Regions from separate parts of the Mus musculus genome. Here region 1 is linked to region 2. Evidence: chromatin contacts called from public promoter capture Hi-C data. All regions are on one chromosome and are shown on one strand. Each heading gives the region's core, a stretch centred on a gene start, on an enhancer-like site or on the middle of the called end of the contact. The rest is flanking DNA. Distances are from core to core; before and after follow the strand shown.

Region 1 (3,676 bases), core at 71-2,570, 490 kb before region 2:
CTAAGTTGCTCATGTCATTACTACTACTACTACTACTACTACTACTACTACTACTACTACTACTACTACTATTACTACTACTACTAAGTAACTAACAGCATGTTAGCCATTTTATACTTAGTATAATGTATATATCTCAAGAAGCTTTAAAACCAGGGCCTTGGGTTTACAAAGTGTCTTTGTACTCTTGTTTTATAATTAAGATATGGGATATTAAATACATTATTTTCAACAGAATCAAAAACTAGAGTTGAATCCATGAATCTTCTGATCATTTAAAGTCAAAATTAAAGTTAGAAAACACGTATAAGTAAAACTAAATTTGATAATGGCCTCTGGGGAGTGATAATATTTCAGAAAGCATGTAAAAGTATATAGTACTAGATATTTCTCATCAACCAGTATAAAAAGTTAAAATTCACTCCCAGATAACAAGTTCCTGTGCCCCAGAGCTTTGTTGACTGTCTCTCAGTGTGCTGTAATTTGATTTTCAATCTGACACCGAAGCAGGGGAGATCATGGTTCTCTTTTTACTCTGCTTTCTGAGGGAGTTACTGCTTCTGCAGCTGAGCCACTGTGCATACCTTTCGGATTTCCCCTTTCCACACGCTCCTCTCCGAGCATTTAACATAAGGTACATGAACTCTGAGTTGCTCTCTATTAGTGTGAGGCCAACAATCAGAAGTTTCTTGAATATCATCTTACTTTGAAGTTTAGCCTGGAAGCCACCACTTCGCCCGCTGGTGTAATTATGGGAACATTTTCACAAATGATTCCATGATCCACATCAATAACTGTTCCTATAATCAAGGAACAGTTTAAGTTACAAAGGCTATATCATTATTTCTTTTAATTAGCTGGAAGAATAATACAACAGAATGGGCAAACTCTATTATAAAAGTAATTCACACCGGTAAGTCATAGAAAAAAAATATACATGAAGTCAATTAAATATCTACCTATATAGTTTAATCTATTTAGAAAATCTTTCAGATAAAATAATTTTATAATCAAATAACAATATCTTTATCCTAGTAGATATAACCTATATCTGATATAATTTAGTCACATTGTTTAGAGTTATTCTGTTCCCTTACTTCCTACAAGAGAAAAATATACACTGTCCAAGAAAGGAATCAAGAAACGATATACTTCAGCACACGATAAACACTTAGAAACACAGAGTAATGAGAAGCAATATAGCACTAACACTAATTCTATTTATGAGTTCAAAATTTAAAAGCGGACAGTTCACTCAGCCATGAGTGCTGTCTGCAAACCCATTGCAAACAGTTTCCTGCGAATGTTTCCTGTTTCTTTAGGGCTCCACTATTCATCATTGCAACACCAATTGCAACACTAAACACAGATACTGCTGTTTAAATAGAACTAAATACTAGTTTCCTGTCACGACTAAAAGCTCTTTCCTAAAGAAGAAACCTTTAGTTCTTTTCATAAAATGACAACAACCTGTAATGAACATGTCAAAAATAACTAACAAAACCAAACAAACATAAAACAAAACAAACCCAAAGCCTGAAGTTAATTACCTTTGATGGCCAGGGTGTCGCTGAGGGGTAGTTCCAGGTTACCTCCACGCTTGCTATGGTTTTCAGGTTCCTGAGTGACAGTTCTCTTATAAATGCCTCTCTTCACTTCATCGAAGACCCAGAACATATTGTATACTCTAGCAGTATAACCTGCTAGTTCAGTGATCTAAAATCAACATATAAAGAATAAGTTAATAGAGCCATGATAGACGATTTTTAAAAATATGTGTACTATGTAAACTTCCTGATTTGTTGCTAAAGATTCCACTTTGTTGTATATGACAAATCAAAAACAGAAACAAAACCAATATATCAGATGACTGAAGAGCCTTCTTGGGACAATAAAGGAAGACATTGGTACAAGTGTCATTGGAGTTATAAAACAAAAACATTTATTTACTTTAGTGTTCAAAGGGAAATGAGAAGTGTTTGTAGATTAATGAGTCATGAGGGCCTTTCAGTCACCTTTTTGATTTGGCCTGCTTTATATTTGTTTTTGTTGGTTAGTTTCTTTGTTTTGAGTCGAGAGTCTCACTGTGTAGTTCTGTCTGGCCACATGTTTGCAGAGATCTGCCTGCCCTGTCTCCAAATCCTAGGATTGAAAGCATGCATTGCTACCACCACCTCACCTCTTTTCCCTATCTAAAATAGACCATCAGGCTGTGTATCTGTCCTCAAGGTGGGACATTTGTCTAGCATCCATGAAGCCCTGGGTTCATGCCTCCACGGATATGCATAATTATTCAAAAAACTTGAAACAGAACAATGACACTAGCTCTAATTCTATTTACTAGTTACACTTTCAAAAGCAAACAATTCATTCAGCTATATGTGTTGTCTCTAAATATAACCTGAAGCATTTTTTTTTCCTAAAAACATAAGCAGCATCAACGAGCCTGTGTGTTTAAGGCACATGTGGATATGAATACCGTAAATAGCAGAAAAAAATACTTGCTTTTTCTTATTTAAAAATGAATGTCTCTAATCCAAATATTGCCAAAGTTCCTGTTTGGGCAGAAGACTATATGTGCTAGAGGGCACAGGTTGCGAAAGCGAGCCCTGCGAGAGACGCCTGGATATTCTCAGCCCCACATTCTAGCTTCTTTCCAAGCCGAATGTGATCTAAACGCTCAAGGAAAACTATAAATACATGATTTTTTTTTTAAAGCTAAGATTAAGAGATGCTTCAGTTCACAAAGCTCCACAGAAAGATGCTTTGCTCTGGTCCTGCCAGCTGTCCATCTGGGTCAAGCTCCTGCTGTTTCTCGATTATTCCAGAACAGCTTGCTTTGGGAGAAAAGGGGGGGTGGGGGGGGAGACCTTGAAAGGTGACTTGTCTTATCCATATCATTTGCCTCAGCGAAAGAACTGGGAACCTGACACGTTAATTATGCATGTCCTTACTGTCATATGTAGATTAACCCACGGATGCCGGCAGATGGCCACAGAGCTCTTTGTGCATAAAGCTTAAACTATAACGAATAGGTGTTAGTGTCACAGGCCTTTGACGGAAGGGAAAGCTGTAATTTGACCATTTATTGGTGTATTTTGATGTTATAGCTATCTAAAGGGCGACTTCTGAGATGTTATCAGAAAGAAAGTCTTGAGCTCTTGATTAGAGGCAAAAGGAGGGATGGTTTAACAAAATACAGATATAAAAGGAACTTGGGTGTCTTAGGATTCCCACTGATGTGGTAAAACACCATAACCAAAGGCAACCTGAGGCAGAGAGGGTTTATTTCTTCTTACAACTCAAAGGTCACAGTCTGTCACTGAGGGAAGTCAAGGAAGAAACTCAAGGCAGGAAGTGAAGCGGAGGCCATGAAGGACTGATGTTTACAGCCTTGTTCTCATGGCATGCTCAGTGTACTTTCTTAGACAACTCAGGACCTGCTCAGGAGTAGCAGGTGGCACTAGCCACGCACAGTGGCCTAGGCCTTCCACATCAAGTATTAGCCAGTCTGATACTCCACATAGACTTGCCTACAGGCCAGTCTTATTGGAGGTATTGTTTAAATTAAGTTTCCCTGTTTCCAGTTATGGCCAGCTTTGTGTCAGGTTGACATAAGCCAAGCAGCACATTGGGCAAACATAAGTACTGGCATAGAAAAACAAAAAACAAAAAA
Region 2 (3,840 bases), core at 180-2,679:
TTACCTTCCACAATTCCCAGTTCATTTCATGTCTAATTCTTCCCGTTTTGACCCCACCCTTCAATCGTGGGTTACTTGGAAGCAAATCCTAACTATTCTAGCCTTGCAAATATTAGCACTTTACTACCACGCAAAGGTGAAAACCCTTGGCAACAAGAAGCACTCAGTGAGTACCCAAGCTGATGGAAACTTGCTTTCTTGTTCTGCTGAAAGTGCAGAGTGTGGACAAACTTTCAGCCTGACCTTCAGTTGTGTCTTGGCTCTCAACCCGCCTCTCAAACCCCTCCACCTCTTACCCATCCCAAAGACATTTCCTCAGACAGGAAAGAACTCCTCATCCGTTTGTGAATTGTTATCAGAATGTTAACGAACTAGAAGCCAGGAAATAAATTAACTGCTCTAATTCTCCTTCGGGGTAAATAACCTTGAGGTTGGGTCATCTGAGACCATAGAACATCCAAGCCTTGACTACAGCACTGTACCAGAGACTTCTCTTCTTGAAAAACCTTACTACGTGAGCATTTTCTTTTGCTTTCTTCTTGGGATGCAACATCTTCTTCACAGGGATGCTTTAGCACTGTGCCTTGCAGATCTGTCCCCTTCTCCCCCGCCCCCTCCCCTTTCTTCTCCTGCTTCAACTCTTCATTTACCTCTTCTCCTTCCCCCTCCCCCTCTCCCCCTGCTCTCTCCCTCTCTCTTCTTCCTCTACTTCTTCCTCCCTCTCCTTTTCCCTTCCCTTTCTCCCCTCCCCCCATTCCTTCTTTCTAGGTAGGCTCTTATAGCCCAGGCTGGCCTTGAACTTGTATGAAGCAAGGATGGCCTCCGATTTCTTTGGTTCTTGTCTTCACCTCCCAGGTGCTGGAATTAGCAGTTGCCCCGGCTTTCAGAATACCCCTTTTAACTTTAGAGGCCCGGGCAGCAGTACTAATAACTAGTTCAGACCAAGAATGCCGTTTAAAGACTGTTTCTTCCAACCTTAGCTTCACTGACTCTGCTGTGAGTTCCATCCTTGAGAGCTGAATCAGAGCTCCCAGATCCTGCCTGCAAACTCAAAACAGAGAGAGGCCTTTTGGCAACCACAACCAGAGCTCAGGATAACCAACAAGCAAACAACTCCTAAAGCCCATGTAGCTGGCCGATTTTGATTGTTAAACGCTGCATTCTTTGGGGAGCAAATTACTCCTCTCCCTATAGGGGGAACTCTTAAAAGAAACCGCTTTCCTGAAAGGGGCCAACTGGGCGGTGTCCTCCTTTCCCAACGCCCCTTTGCTATTCTTAGTGGCGGGGTGGCGGCTTTCGCTTTTCCCCGGCGGAGTTCCCAGCGGCGCGATGCGGCTGGGCAGGCCGGGCTGAGACTGGGCAGGGGCGGTCGCCGTCACCGTCTGGGCGCGGCTGGGGACCGAGGGCTGGGCCTGCAGCGGAGGCGGCCGAGCAGCTCTGAGAGCAGGAGCCGTCCCAGCTCGCCGCAGTCCCCGCCGGCTGCACCATGGCCAGTGGCGCCTGTCAGGGCTGCGAAGAGGAAGAGGAGGAGGAGGCTCTGAAGAAGTTGATAGTCAGGCTGAATAATGTCCAGGAAGGCAAGCAGATCGAGACGTTGCTTCAGCTCCTGGAGGACATGCTGGTGTTCACCTACTCGGACCGCGGTAATGCCTGCAGCCCCTCCCTCCTCTGCAAACTTTATCCTGCACTTGAGTCTTAATCTTGGGCACCCCACTCCTTTCCTTCAGGGAGGAAGGAGCTGAGATCCCTGGAAGATTGAAAGGATGCCAGGATGCCGTGGTTTGTGACTTTGTTTTCATCCCCCATTTGCCCCCTTCTTTTCCAGCCTCCAAGTTATTTGAAGATAAAAATTTCCACGTGCCTCTGTTGATTGTCCTGGACTCCTACATGAGAGTTGCCAGTGTACAGCAGGTAAGCGGGCCTTCCCATCTGTTCCTGAAGACTGTTCTGTGATAGGCCTTATGTCCCGGGGTCTTGAGATTTGCTTTAAGAGGGGAAATCTTGTCAAATGTTGGCAGAGGAGAAGCACCTTTGACATTATCTGGGTGGTGGTAGCAGCAAAATGAAAACAGGGCTCTTATTGGCAAGGTGAGTCCGTTAACCTTTCAAACTATTCTAAGAATGCTCCTTAATATACAGCGAGTTTCTGGTAGAGCAGTGCAGTGAATATTTCCAGCAAGGGAGGGTAATTAAAAAAACAGTAATAAAACAGTCAAGTCTAGGGTCAGTTTGCTTTTATACTTTTAAATTAGAAGACACATTTCAAGGATTCTTCCTGCAGTGTATATCACCCAGTATCTAAAGAAAGTGATGTTTCCCGAATGCCCCCTCGCCTGCCGTGTTTACATTTCTACTTTGCGGCTGTTATCATACAAAGTGGATACAAAAGTAGAACTTCTGTCTGGATCTGTGTCACAGGAAGTCCAGAAGTAGGCTATGTAATTAACTGTGATTTTAAAGCAGACTCGGATAAGTAAGAATGGCTTTCAGTCAGGACAGAATTACTTCTGAAGGTGCTAACTTCCTTTAGAGGTTTGCGATCTGGGGAACTGAAATCAGTTTTGTCATCCAAATACTGAGAGTTATTTGTCGGGGAACTCTGGAGGCACGGGAAGAATAGAATACTCCTTCATAGTCATTCTAGAGACTAAACTTTTCTTAGTCTCCAAGTTCTCTCTCTCTCTCTCTCTCTCTCTCTCTCTCTCTCTCTCTCTCTCTCTCTCCTCCTCCTCCTCCTCCTCCTCTCCTGCCTCCTCCTCTTTCTCCCTCTGTTCCCACCCTGTCAAGTTCTCACAGTATAACCCAGACTACTTAGAACTTGCCATTTTCCTGCCTCTGGCTCCCCAGTGCTATAATTATAGGTATATGTCACCATACCTGGCTCTAATTTTCTTTTAGAAAAGCATACTTTTATCTGCAGTAAATATTTTTATTTTTCCAATTGTGAAACTTTCCTATCTGACTAGTCATTTTCAGGTTGTTATCAGACAAAAATCAAGAGGAAGATGGAGGTATGATAAAGATACTGTACTTTTTAGCACCAAGAGTCTGAATTTTACCCACGGAATATGAATCATTTTGAAGGTGCTTTCTGTTCTCCACCTACATCACCCTTCTTGCTTTATATTCAAAAGTGTCTAATTCTGGCTGCCTACACTGCCAAGACCTAGACTTGGTAGTCTCACGCCTGCTTGGTACCACTGGGAAAAACTGGACCCTGATTTTCAATCAACTGAACACAGAAGGGAGTGGTAGACCTGAGAGCCCAGGGGAATCTGGAATATAGCCATTGCTTACCTCTTTCTCCTTTCATCTCTTCCTTTTGTGTCTGTCTGTCTTTGCTCTGTCTCTGTCTCTCCTCCTTCTTTCTCTGTGCTGACAAGATCTGTGACTTTAAATCTGCTAATGGAATTACTTTGATTACTGATCTATATCCCCAAACACTGTAATTTTCTCTTCCCTGTCTCCCCCCTAACTTTCCTCTTTCATTCCCCTTATCCATTTCTACTCCACTCCCTTTTTCTTCTTCATTCTCTCTTCCTCCTTCTCCTTCTCCTCCTCCTCCATTTTCTCCTCCTTCTTTCCACCCTCCTCCTCCTCCACTGCATTTTTGGTGCTGGGAATTAAACACAGGGATTTGCATCTACCGGACAAGCTCTCTACCAGTAAGCTACCCAGTCAACCAAGACATTCTAGTTCTTGATTTTAGAAAATGCCCAAGTAACTGCAGTGGTTAAGATATTGTTACCAGCTTGTGGAGTGGGCAGCTGCAAAGTCTATTGGAAAGGAACAGCCTCTGGTTTGATAATTTAGCAGAATAAAGTCAGTACTTTCAGTGTT

What was found. Promoter capture Hi-C pulls out the DNA fragments that hold promoters and counts their contacts.
Region 1: a promoter capture Hi-C map of neutrophils shows a contact between it and region 2. The contact joins the enhancer-like site here to the promoter of Lrrk2 in region 2. A contact is called at or near these places in 3 of 39 promoter capture datasets (the 3T3-L1 cell line, hippocampal neurons and neutrophils), 2 of 115 datasets of contacts at active chromatin or transcription factors (VIP interneurons and bone marrow-derived macrophages) and 1 of 9 other capture datasets (pancreatic islet).

The regions. Positions count from the first base shown.
Region 1 is chr15:91,177,526-91,181,201 of GRCm38.p6, forward strand. It overlaps Abcd2 (ATP-binding cassette, sub-family D (ALD), member 2), which reads right to left. Exons shown (of 10, transcript NM_011994.3): 4 at 1,551-1,716; 5 at 706-800. Among named protein-coding and RNA genes, the nearest start is that of Abcd2, 13 kb to the right of the region's middle. Within about 2 kb of position 1,321, at least 42 of the 459 cell types and tissues checked have an H3K27ac peak or open chromatin away from gene starts, as enhancers often do. A contact at or near this core is called in bone marrow-derived macrophages and neutrophils, where this site is marked.
Region 2 is chr15:91,671,795-91,675,634 of GRCm38.p6, forward strand. It overlaps Lrrk2 (leucine-rich repeat kinase 2), which reads left to right and starts at 1,430. Exons shown (of 51, transcript NM_025730.3): 1 at 1,430-1,643; 2 at 1,826-1,911. The coding sequence starts at 1,487.